2 separate regions of the Mus musculus genome follow, and region 1 is linked to region 2. Evidence: chromatin contacts called from public HiChIP or PLAC-seq data. All regions are on one chromosome and are shown on one strand. The core of a region is the stretch at or near the end of the contact, and the rest is flanking DNA. Distances in the headings are between cores, read along the strand shown.

Region 1 (6,263 bases), core at 3,447-5,946, 700 kb after region 2:
AGGCCAGAAGAGGGCATCAGATCCCCCCACCCCACCCCGGAGCTAGAGTATCAGGCAGTGGATGTGTTGCTGTGTGGATGCTGGGAGCCAAACCCTGGTCCTCTACAAGAGCAGCCAGTGCTTTTCAACTGCAGAGCCACCTCTCCAGTCCCTCAGATCTGAAATTCTTAAGCAAACTAGTGATTTTTGCAAATGAAACAGATTGGACAATACAAACTCTTGTCTCTCCTTTGCAAGAGCTGTTTCCCAGTTTTAACCGTGTCAGATGGTGGTTACCTTTGAATTAACGATGATTGACCAGTTAGTGATTGTAACAGGCATTGCATCCCTGAAGCCTTCACTTTCTGATACGGTCTATCCTGAGCTTCCTGCCCTGTGGTCAACTCTGACTCACTTCTTCCCTGTCACTTCTAAGGGATAGAAAGGGGCGAGGCTCACTGCCCACACACAGTCAACACAGGGCTGGGGATGACACATAGCTCATTGCCTTTGTGCTGGCCTCACCTGTGCGAAGATCAGCACTGCATTAGAATCAGGTGTGGTGGAGAACTGGGAGCCCTGCGCTTGGAGGAGAAGCTCAGGGTGACTCCTCGGCTACCCAGTAAGTTAGAGGCCAGCCTGGGCTACCGAGAACCTGAGTTTGATCCCCAGGACCCACACAGGAGGAGGGAACTAACTCCTGCAAATTGTCCCTTGGCCTCCACATTTGTACCATGACATTCATGTGCACATGCTCACACACATGAACACACACACACACAAACACAAAAGCAGTGTAGTTAAAAAAAAATCTTGTCTTAAAACAAGAACATTGTCACTGTAGGCCTGATTTAAACACATTTCTCTACATGCAAACCTGCCAGAGGTGTGTGTGTTAGCATCTGATCAGTCATCACAACATCTAAGGTGTGCAGGCAACAGTGAGCCTCGCCCAGCTGATCTACACAGTCAGTTCCAGGGTGGGCCAGGCCTGCACAGTGACACTGTCTTGACACAGCAAAGGGTCATTCAAAGGGCTCCATGGGTACCTGTCACCCAGCGAGACATCCGTGGGTACCTGGGTACTTGACAAGCTGAGTCAGGTCCCCCGGAACCCACAACTCCTGCAAGCTGTCCCCTGAAATCCATATGCACACTGTGGTATTCACCCCGCCCCCCCCCCAACACACACACGCTAAAATTAATTAAAATGTCGTTTAAATGTTTTGATAGGAACAACAAACATTTAGAAACCTTGGTCTTTCTAAATCAAGCACAACACAATGATATGAATGGGAAAAAAATCCCATTAAAAATAGCAGCTTAGGAAGGTGGTGAGATGGCTCAGTTGTTAGGAGCACTGGTTGCTCTTGCAGAGGAGCTGGGCTCACAGCACACTTGACTCCAGATCCAAGGGGATCCGACACCCTCTTCTGGCCTCCACAGCCTCCTCATACACACGTGGTGTACATAAACTCAAGCAGTCTCACAAACATACACATAAAGTAAAAGTAAATGAGTAAAAACTTATGTAGAGGGGTTGGAGAGATGGCTCAGTGGTTAAGAGCACAGGCTGCTCTTCCAGAGGTCCTGAGTTCAATTCCCAGCAACCACATGGTGGCTCACAACCATCTGTAATGGGATCCGATGCCCTCTTCTGGTGTGTCTGAAGACAGCTACAGTGCACTCATATACATTAAATACATCTTTAAAAAAAGAGAGAGAAGACGGGCGTGGTGTCGCACACCTTTAATCCCAGCACTTGGAAGGCAGAGGTAGGCAGATTTCTTAGTTCGAGGCCAGCCTGGTCTACAAAGTGAGTTCCAGGACAGCCGGGGCTATACAGAGAAACCCTGTCTTGACCCACCCCCCCCCCCAAAAAAAAAGAGAGAAAGAGAGATTCTGAAAAGCAGTTCAGAGTTCAGACCTTCAACAGATGATCCCCTGCTGTTGAGAAGCCTAAATTCATCCTGCAGTGTCTCAATCAATCAATCAATCAATCAATCAATTGTCAAGCATACCCTGGAGCACCAACACTATTTCTCAGTGACCTTGATCATTTTTCCTGTGATCTCTGAGTGTGCTACAGACTTAGCTCCTGTTTTTATCTTGTCTACATGATTATCCTTGTAGACGACTGCACAGAAAGACCTGGCTCTGCAAGAGAGCATGTTCCATCTAAGCATGGTGGTACACACCTATAATCTCAGCATTCAGGAGGTTAAGTCGGGAAGGTTGGGAGTGTGGGGCCAACCTGGGCTACACAGCAAGAACCTGTCTCTTTTGTTATTTTGTTGTTGTTGTTTAAGTAGGAGACAGGGTTGAAATGATGGCTTAGAAAATAAGAGCATTTGTTGCTCCTGAAGAGGACTCACCGAGAGCAGCTTACAGTGACTGTAATTCCAGCTCCAGGAGACTCGGCATCCTTTTCTGTTCTGGGTGGGCACCTGCACACACATGACATTGGATGAAAATAAATAAATAAAAAGGAAAAAAAAATAAAAGGACATGCCCGTTCCTACGTATGGTGGAGGGAAAATTTATTATAGACACCTGGGAGAGCATAGCCAGAGGCAGACACATCTGGGAGAGTCTAGAGGAGTGGTCTTGACCCTGAAGCACGTGGGGGGGGGCAGGGAGAGAGGAGAGCCAAGTACAGAGCCAGAAGCCAAAGGTGCAAAAGAGGCAGAGAGGGTAGGTAACTAAAATGTCTGGATTATATAGGGAACAGCCTCTGGGGGTTGTGGGCGGGACCATCCCTGGGCTGGTAGTCTTAGGTTTTATAAGAGAGCAGGTTGAGCAAGCCAGGGGAAGCAAGCCAGTAAGGAACATCCCTCCATGGCCTCTGCATCAGCTCCTGCTTCCTGACCTGCTTGAGTTCCAGTCCTGACTTCCTTTGGTGATAAAGAGCAGTGTGCAAAGTATAAGCTGAATAAGCCCTTTCCTCCCCAACTGCTTCTTGGTCATGATGTTTGTGCAGGAATAGAAACCCTGACTAAGACAAATTGGTACCAGAAGTGGGGTATTCCTGTGACAACCTGACCATCTTTTGGGGAGGATTGTGGAAGGACTTTGGAACTTTGGGCTAGCAGGTCCATTCAGTGTTAAGAGCTCTGTGGGATGTTGTGTAGGAGCTTGGAAGATAATGTTTCCAACAGTGCAGAAGATGGAGGCCTGGCTTGTGAAGTTTCAAAGGGAAGATTAAAGACTCTTTTCAGGACCATTGCTATTTTGATTGTGAAGATTCAGTGGTTCTGGTTAGCTGGGGCTGAAGAATCAGCTGTGATTAACAAGATACCAGAACTAGTAAAGTGAAACCTTTGCATTACTGGGACTATTGATGCTGGTTAGCTGGAGCTAAGAAATTAGCTGTGATTAAAAAGAGACCAGCATCATTGAGGTGACATCTTCTGGGAAATGTTTTCTGAAAGCACAAAGAGGCTGTGTTCCAGAGATAGCCAAGGTTTTAATTCGTGCTGCAGCAGGACTTGGTAATGTGAAAGAGTCACCCAGGTGGTACTGGTTTTGAAGGCACGAAGGGGTCATGAAGAGTGGCTGAGGCTTGGCACTGTGAGAGGCCATGGAAGGCCATTGGTGAAGGTGCAGCTTCAGTTGGAATTGATGGCCCAAGACTGAAGGGGTCATGCAGTGTATTGAAGATGCCAGTACCATGAGATGACCACCAAGAACAGCAGCAGCAATGGAGTACAGGCAGCTGGAGCCTAGAAGACAAAGTGTGTGCTACAAAGGACAGGGCTGGAGAAGTGACCCAAGCCCTTGGAGGAGCCCAGAAGATCGTGAGTTGGATCCTAGACATTGGGCAGTTGGCATTTAATTTTTGCTCTTGATTGTGACTGTGTCCTGATGGTTTTTCCTCTCGAAGGAAGTATTTTAGTGGAGCCCACAGTTAAGAGACTTTTAATTGTAAAAATTTTAAGAATTTGCAAAGACTGTGGGACTTTTAAAGTTATTTAGACCTTGGGGATGAATAAGAATGTAAGGGTTGAGGCTTACTAATGATGTGTTTGTGTGTCAAGTTGACAAGGGGCCAATTGTACTGGCTAGTTTTGTGTCAACTTGACACAAGCTGGAGTTATCACAGAGAAAGGAGCCTCCCTTGAGGAAATGCCTCCATGAGATCCAGCTGTAAGGCATTTCCTCAGTTAGTAATCTAGGGGGAAAGGCCCCTTGTGGGTGTGACCATCCCTGGGCTGGTAGTCTCAGGTTCTATAAGAGAGCAGGCTGAGTAAGCCAGGGGAAGCAAGCCAGTAAGAAACATCCCTCCATGGCCTCTGCATCAGCTCCTACTTCCTGACCTGCTTGAGTTCCAGTCCTGACTTTCTTTGGTGATAAACAGCAATGTGCAAAGTATAAGCTGAATAAACCCATTCCTCCCCAACTGCTTCTTGGTCATGGTGTTTGTGCAGGAATAGAAACCCTGACTAAGACAATGCCTTACAGATGGATCTCATGGAGGCATCTCTTCAAAGGAGGCTCCTTTCTCTGTGATAACTCAGCTTGTGTCAAGTTGACACTCAAAATCATATGTGAGGTCTACCCTTCTATCAAGATTTTGGTTTGTTTGAGACAAGGTCACCAGGGTGGCTCCTGCAGAAGGCAGAGATCATGCCATAGGGATGAGGCCCAGACACAGCAGGATGGAAGTGAGGCTGCTGGCATCTTCTGGTACAAACCAGGATGCCAACCGTGCTCCGGAATGAGCAAGAGCCATGACTCACCGGTGACACGTCAGAGGCTGAGCCCAAACGTGGGTGCAGCACATTTGGAGAGTCAGGGCAAGTGGGGCAGGAGGGCAACAGAACCATCTTGGAGCTGTGCCAATTACCGGCTTTGGCATCCGTGGGGTGGGTAAACTGAGGCAGGCAGGCAAGGGGTCAGTGCTAAGAGCAGATGCCAGAACTAGTCTAGAAACTGACGGGGGCTGCTCCCTATGGCAGCCAGCAGTTAGAGAAATTACTCAGCAGACTTTTCTCTGAGGGAACAAAGCTTGATTCACTGAGCTGGCACTCCCTGTGGTCAGTGAGAGACTCTGAACTTTTTTCTTTTTTTCTTTCTTTCTTTCCTTTTTTTTTGTTTTTTTGTTTTGTTTTGTTTTTTGGTTTTTCAAGACAGGGTTTCTCTGTGTAGCCCTGACTGTCCTGGAACTCACTCTGTAGACCAGGCTGGCCTTGAACTCAAAAATCCACCTGCCTCTGCCTCCCAAGTGCTGGGATTAAAGGCCTGTGCCACCACTGCCCAGCTTAGACTCTGAATTCTTTTAACTGCTTGAGGTCTTTGAGAAAGAGAAGGAAAGAGAGAAAATTCATACCACACATGCACATAATACACACTGAGTAAATGAAACAAAAGGCAGAATAACTTCATATGTACAAATTCATACATGCATGCATACATACATACACATATTCACACATAGAATGGATGGAGCAAAGGTCCAACAAGCAAATTCCAAGCATTTCACAATACACATATGTACATACAGACATACACACAGTTGGTTGATGGGAGCAAGCTCCAGTATGCACCCAAACAAGCTTTACACACACACACACACACACACACACACACACACACACACACACACACACCTGATGGATGAAACAGAATTCCAGTACATTCCCACACAAACTTTACACAAATACTTACACATACATGTATACATATAGACTTGGAGGGTAGAAGGAACGAAGTTCCAACATACTCCCACACAAACTTTGCATATATACATACATACACATACATGTATACACACATACATATAGTTGATGGATGGAAGGAACAATGTTCCAACAACTTTATTCTGTCTCCCACGGTTTATACATCGCAACGAAACCTGCCAAGCAGTATAAAGTTACAATGTGATTGTGTTCTATTTTTCTTCTAGTGAATGACTATGAAAAAAACCAGTGTGTTCTTCAATACTTTTACAAGAAATAACATTATGTACTACAGGTTAAGAAAACAAATTATTGCCCAGAACCCACATACATTCATAACCAAGGAACTTGTAAGAGATTAACAATCTGTGAGCAGGTGAGGTAATTTTCTCAGCCAGTTTCTATTACTGGCAGGTTACAAAGAAAGGATCAATTATTTTTATTATTTATCTTTAAAAGTAATCTTATAAAAATCTTAAAAGAATCACAAATGTAAGCTTTTACATAAAAATCAATCACATGTATTTTAAATCTTCAGAATACATATCTACTCGTCAGCAATTCTTACTAAATCACATCAGGAAGCTGAGGGCAAAATGGGCACAA
Region 2 (6,699 bases), core at 908-3,407:
TGTGAGCTCAGGGGGTCGACCTCAGGTTGCTCAGCTTGGGGACAAGCATCTTTTACTTGCCGAGATGTCTAGGTAGCCCCTCCCCCGTTTTTTTTTTTTTTTTTTTTTTTTTTTTTTTTTGGTTTTCTTTTTGTTTTGTTTTTTTGAGACAGGGTTTCTCTGTATAGCTCTGGCTGTCCTGGAACTCACTCTGTAGACCAGGCTGGCCTCGAACTCAGAAATCCACCTGCCTCTGCCTCCCAAGTGCTGGGATCAAAGGCGTGCACCACCACCGCCCGGCACCCCTCCCCCATTTTAAGAGAGGCCCTTACTATAGACCAGGCTGGCTTTGAGCCTACAGAGATCCACCTACCTCTACCCCCCACATACTGGGATTAAAATCACGCACCATCATGCCCAGTCCAAACAAACAAACAAACAAACAAACAAACAAAATGGTAAAAAGAATTATTATTGGTGATGGGGAGGCCAGGGCAGCTTGGGTACCATGGAGCTTGTGGAGATTGATTCCCTGTGGGCTCAGTTCTCCTCTCTCAGCATAAGGTAGGTTCTATGGATTGAATTCAAGTTGCCTGGCTTATGCAGCAAGCACCTTTCCCCGCCTGCTGAGGCTTCTTGCTTGCTGTATTTATTTATTTTGAGTTAGGGTCTTGTGGAGTCCAGGCTGGTCAGGAGTTTACTAAGTAGCCGAGGATGACCTTGAACCACGGTGGAGCACTAGAGTACTACCATGCCTGGTACAGGAGTGCTGGTGACTGAACCCAGCGCTTTGTGTGTGCTGGGTAAGCACCCTACCAACTGAGCTATGTTTCCAGGCCAGCATCCTGGTGCTCTTAACTGCTAAGCCATCTCTCCACCTTCTGTATCTACCTTTTTTTTTCTTTTGGTTTTTCAAGACAGGGTTTCTCTGTGTAGCCCTGGCTGTCCTGGAACTCACTCTGTGGACCAGGCTGGCCTCGAACTCAGAAATCTGCCTGCCTCTGTCTCCCAAGTGCTGGGATTAAAGGCATGGGATTAAACTACCATAAAGAATAATAATTTTAGCCCCTAGAGTCCCCACTGCTCTGCCTGGTCACCTTGTACTTTCTACCAATCTCTTACTGTCTTTTCTGTACACTTGTGCCCCCCCCCCTTCCTGCAAGTAAGTCAATAAAACCTGTGCCAGTCATGATGGCACACACTTTAATCTTAGCACTCAGGAGGCGGAGGCAGGCAGATAGATCCCTATGAGCGTGAGGCCAGCCTGGTCTACAGAGAAACTTCCAGGACAGCCAGGGCTACATGTGTGACCTTGTCTCAAAAAAATAAAGCCCTATAGGATTCCATGTCTTCTTTGCCCTCCTCCGGCACCAGGCACACAGTGGCAGAGACACGCATAAAAGCCAAACACCTACACACATCAAATAAATACAATTAAAAAAAAATGTAAGGGACTGTCTGGCTGCGGGCTCGGGGTCGGAGCATTTGCCTAGAAGGTTTGGGGCTCTGAGTTCACTCTCCAGTACCTCATGCACACCGCTGATGTGACACAATCATCCTTGGGACTGAGCAGAATGGAGGAGACTGGCCTAGATTTGACCATCCTGGACATTACAGCTCTTGTCTGGCAAAGCTGAGTTTTGGTGTTCTTCCCACATCAGAGAGTTGTTCTGCCCTGTCAGGTATTCAGTTAACTTCTGGGTTCCTTAAACATGATTTTAGAAAATCCTGTTAAGGAGGGAAGGCCCGTAAAGGCCCCTAAAGGCCCCTTTGTCTTGTTTGTTTGGCTTTTAGAGAAAGTACAGTTTGTGCAGTTATGAGCACCAATTATCATGCCCCTGTTATCCCTAGAAAACAACACCTTCAACCCAAGCAATCTACAGGATAGGGGGAAAATATTTATCTTTAAATGCAGCTTCCCCGAGGGTGGAATTCTCCCCCTCCCTGGCTCACTCAGTTAACAGTGGACAGCTGTTTCTAACAGGAAGCGTGGAATCGCACAGCTCCCCGAAACGGCAGGAAGACAGAGGGAGGAGGGTTCCTAATTATCAAACTTGGATCGGGGCCAAGACAATGAACCTCCTTGTCTCCGCCCCTCAGTTCTTTCACAGGTCCTAGGAGACTCTTAATAACCACAAGTGGTCAGGTGGACTTAGGTCTCATCTAGAAGGCATCCTCGTGACTTGAGTCAATGTGACTCAGGAGGAGAGCATCAGGCCACCCCAGCTGAGCATGCTGGCAAACAGACCGTAAAATAAAATTCAGCAGAGTGAAAGGCTGAACTGGGAACCTCAGCTGCTCTGCACAATCAGACACATACAAACAAAGGAAAGGGGTGTCTCATGCCTCTTCTAAAAAACATTTTATTCTTAGTTTTTTTAAGATAGGTTCCTATGTAATCCTGTGCCAACCTTCCACTCACTATGGTGGCTGAACTAATAATCTCCTTGCCTCCAAGTGCTGGAATCACGTGCATGCTCCACCATGCCCAGCTTACACTTATGATTTTGTTTTATGTGTGTGTGTGTGTGTGTGTGTGTATGTGTGTGTCTCTGTGTGTATTTGCTCACATGCCATGTTGTGGCACGTTTAGTGTATGGAGGTCAAAGGGTCCCTGTGGACGTAGGATCTCTCAGCCTCTGGATCCCAGGGTGGGTGGTGGTGGTGGTGGTGTGGAACCCTATTCCTTGGGCTTGGTAGCAAGTGCCTTTAAGGAACCCTCTCCCTAGCCCACATCTTCCTTTAGAAAAGCAATCTTACCTTTACTGCAAGCAAGCACAAGGAGCACCCATCTTTCCCTTGCAGTGCAGGGCAGGGGCAGGCTTTCAGGAGTCAGTCACTTGTCTGGCTTGCAAGCCAGAGGGACTAGAGAGGAAGGAATCAGGTGAAACCCCATTGTGGCTACATAGACAGAAGGCAAGTGGGCAGCCCTTGCCCCTGTTTCTTTTCTTTCTTCCTTTCTTTCTTTTTTTTTTTTTTTTTTTTAAAGATTTATTTATTTATCATATGTAAGTACACTGTAGCTGTCTTCAGACACTCCAGAAGAGGGCATCAGATCTCTGTTACAGGTGGTTGTGAGCCACCATGTGGTTGCTGGGATTTGAACTTCAGACCTTTGGAAGAGCAGTCGGGTGCACTTACCCCCTGAGCCATCTCACCAGCCCCTCTTTCTTTCTTTCTTTCTTTCTTTCTTTCTTTCTTTCTTTTTTTTTTTTTTTTTTGAGACAGGGTTTCTCTGTATAGCCCTGGCTATCCTGGAACTCACTCTGTAGACCAGGCTGGCCTCGAACTCAGAAATCCGCCTGCCTCTGCCTCCCAAGTGCTGGGATCAAAGGCGTGCGCCACCAGTGCCCCTTGCTCCTGTTTCAACCTGAAAAAGTGCAACGGAGGTGAGGAAAGCACATTATCGGCTTGGGTTTTCACCAATTCCGTCGGAAAGGCCCAGAAACAAGCTCCAGTATGTTGCAAGGCTTGCCGCGGAGTCGCTCTAGTTCTGCTTAAGGCGTTTTAGGGGAAAATAATTTACATGTTCCAAAGCTTGAGTACTTCTGGAAGATTAGGAAGGCTAGTTACCAGCCATATGTTCAAAGAACTTGCATTCTTTCTTTCTTTTTTAATTATAAAAATTATCCATGCTTGAGATGAAAAGGAAGGGGAAAAAAAAAAAACGAACAGAGCAGATTCTAATGAAGTCAGAAGTCAGTCCTCGGTCTGCGCTCACCACGTGTTCATTCCGTGCCCAGTGGGCTCGTTGGAAACATTCTGTGAGGACATTCTGAAACATGGACAGACTTGTCCTTTCAGGTTTATTTTCCCTGGGTAGTGTGTGTAGCAGGCATATGTGGAGGTCAGAGGACAGACAACCTCAGTTTTCCACTCACCATGTGGGCTTTGGGTGTAAGACTTTTTTTTTTTTTTTTGGTTTTTCGAGACAGGGTTTCTCTGTGTTGCCTTGGCTGTCCTGGAACTCACTCTGTAGACCAGGCTGGCCTCAAACTCAGAAATCTGCCTGCCTCTGCCTCCCAAGTGCTGGGATTAAAGGCGTGCACCACCACGCCCCGCTTTGTGTGTGTGTGTGTGTGTGTGTGTGTGTGTGTGTGTGTAAGACTTAAAGTAAGCACCTTAACCCTTAACCATTTCATAGCCGGGAGTGAGCTGCACTCCTGCCCTTCCTACGGATGGATTCGAAACTTGCTCTTTTAAAAAATGCAAATAGAAGCCAGGCATGGGGACATATGCTGTGGGGACATATGCTGTTAGCCCCAATGCTTGGGAGGCAGAGGCAGGTATTTAGCTGTGTGTCTGAGCCTGTCCTGTTCTGAATGGCAAGATCCAGGCCAGCCAGGACTACAGAGTGAAATCTCTTCTCAACAAACAATTTTTTTTTTTAATTAAAAAAGGAAAGAAAGAAAGAAAGAAAGAGAGAGAGAGAGAAAGAAAGAAAGAAAGAAAGAAAGAAAGAAAAAGAGAAAGAAAGAAAGAAAAAGGAAAGGGGCTGGAGAGATGGCTCAGCAGTTTAAGAGCACTGACTGGCCGGGCGTGGTGGTGCACTCCTTTAATCCCAGCACTCAGGAGGCAGAGGCAGGCAGATTTCTGAGTTCGAGGCTAGCCTGGTCTACAAAGTAAGTTCCAGGACAGCCAGGGCTATACAGAGAAACCCTGTCTCGAAAAACAAAACAAAACAAACAAACAAACAAACAAAGCACTGACTGCTCTTCCAGAGGTCCTGAGTTCAATTCCCAGCATCCACAACCATCTGTAATGAGATCAGATGCCCTCTTCTGGTGTGCCTTCAGACACACAGCTCCTCGAGCATGGTGGTAATGTTGGGATCTCATGGCGGCAGGAGCTTGCAGCAGCGGCCTGAGCTGCACCCACAGTCGGGAAGCAGAGAGAGATGGACACATGGCTGGTGCTCACTTTCTCTGTTTTATTCAGTTCAGCATCCCAGAAGATGGGATGATTGATGCTGACCACACTTTGGGCGGGTCTTCCCACCACAGTGAGCCTAATTTCAATAATCCCTCACAGGCAAAGCCAGGTTTCCTCCTAAGTGGTACTAGGGAGGCAGGGTTGATCACCAGGACATCACTAACACTGCATCTCTTTCAAAGCTGATGCTAGATCCTGTCAAGTGGATGATCGGATACTGACCATCATTCTCCTCCCTCCCTCCCTCTCTCCCTCCCTCCCTCCCTCTCTCCCTCCCTCCCTCCCTCCTTCCTTCCTTCTAATTTAGACAGGGTTTCCACATGTTGGCCCAGGCTGGTCTTAAGTTTGTGATCCTCCTATCTTAGCCTCCTGAGTGCTGGTATTACAGGTGTGTGCTACCACATTCGGCTTAAAATAAATGTTAGTGTGCATTCAAAACGGTGGGTTTCGTTATATTTTCTCTTTAAGAAATTATTTAATTTTGCCCATATGTGTGTGTGTGTGTGCCGGAGTTTATGTATGTGTACTGCATTCATGCAGGAGCTCTTGGAGGTCAGAAGAGGGTGCTCAGTCTCCTGGAACTGGAGTTATAGGCTGTACCGAGCTGCCATGCATGTGCTGAGAACTGAACCCTGGTCTTCTGCCAAAGCACTAAGTGTCCTCAGATCCTGGGCCTCCTCTGGAGTCCCTCATTCCGGCGCCTTCTTTCTTTCTCTTAAGAATTCTTTCAGATATATTTATTTTTATGTACATGGGTGTTTTGCCTACACATAATATGTGCACCACAGATATACTAGTGTCCCTGAGACTCAGAAGAGGGCGTCAGATACCCTGGAATTTGAGTTATGGATGATTGTGAACTGTCATGTGGGTGCCGGTAACTGGACCCAGGTCCTTTGCAAGAATGGATGATCTTAGCCACTGAGCTATCTCTCTGCCTTCTCATCATGACCATTTCTTTTCTTTTGTTTTTTTTTTAAGCTTTTATTTATTTATTTTTTATATATATGACGAGTACACTGTATCTGTCTTCAGAGACACCAGAAGAAGGCATCAGATCCCATTACAGATGGTTGTGAGCCACCATGTGGTTGCTGGGATTTGAACTCAGGACCTCTGGAAGAGCAGTCAGTGCTCTTAACCGCTGAGCCATCTCTCCAGCCCTAATCATGACATTTTTATACACGTTTCCTGTCTTTTGATTATATTTACCCAGCCCTCATCATATCCCCTGCCTTCTCACGTTCTTCCTGCTGGTCCCTTTCTTTCTTCTAAATACTCTCCTTTCTATTTCCATGTCATCTGTCTGTGTGTCTGTATGTGTGTAGGATCACACCTCTGATTTGATTTCTATATGTACAAAAGTAAATTTAAAGAGATGACTCTTGCCCGGCGTGGTGGAGCATGCCTTTAATCCCAGCACTCAGGAGGCAGAGGCAGGTCGATTTCTGAGTTCGAGGCCAGCCTGGTCTACAAAGTGAGTTCCAGGATAGCCAGGGCTACACAGAGAAATGCTGACTCAATAACCCAAAAAAAAAAAAAAAAAAAAAAAAAAAAAGAAAGAAAGAAAAGAAAAGAGAAGAGAAGAAAAAAAGAAATGACTCTTAGAGAGATGGCTCAGTAGTTAAGAGCATCAGCTGCTCTCCCAGAGGGTCCAGGTTTGATTTCTGGCACCCACTCAGTGGCTCACTACTCTCTGTAACTCCAGTCTCAGGCAATTTGACAATGTTTTCCAGCCTCTGCAGGCACCAGGCATGCAAGTGGTCCACAGACATATGTGCAGACAAA

What was found. HiChIP or PLAC-seq counts read pairs in DNA pulled down with a chosen protein or histone mark.
Region 1: an HNF4G HiChIP or PLAC-seq map of pancreatic cancer cells shows a contact between it and region 2. The contact joins two enhancer-like sites. A contact is called at or near these places in 2 of 484 Hi-C or Micro-C datasets (embryonic stem cells and pro-B cells) and 3 of 115 datasets of contacts at active chromatin or transcription factors (embryonic stem cells and pancreatic cancer cells).

The regions. Positions count from the first base shown.
Region 1 is chr4:150,968,720-150,974,982 of GRCm38.p6, forward strand. It overlaps Gm30120 (a long non-coding RNA gene), which reads right to left. Exons shown (of 4, transcript XR_390979.2): 2 at 2,355-2,426. Among named protein-coding and RNA genes, the nearest start is that of Gm23405, 7.1 kb to the left of the region's middle. Within about 2 kb of position 4,697, at least 42 of the 459 cell types and tissues checked have an H3K27ac peak or open chromatin away from gene starts, as enhancers often do. A contact at or near this core is called in pancreatic cancer cells, where this site is marked.
Region 2 is chr4:150,270,859-150,277,557 of GRCm38.p6, forward strand. No RefSeq gene overlaps it. Among named protein-coding and RNA genes, the nearest start is that of Rere, 7.7 kb to the right of the region's middle. Within about 2 kb of position 2,158, at least 157 of the 459 cell types and tissues checked have an H3K27ac peak or open chromatin away from gene starts, as enhancers often do. A contact at or near this core is called in pancreatic cancer cells, where this site is marked.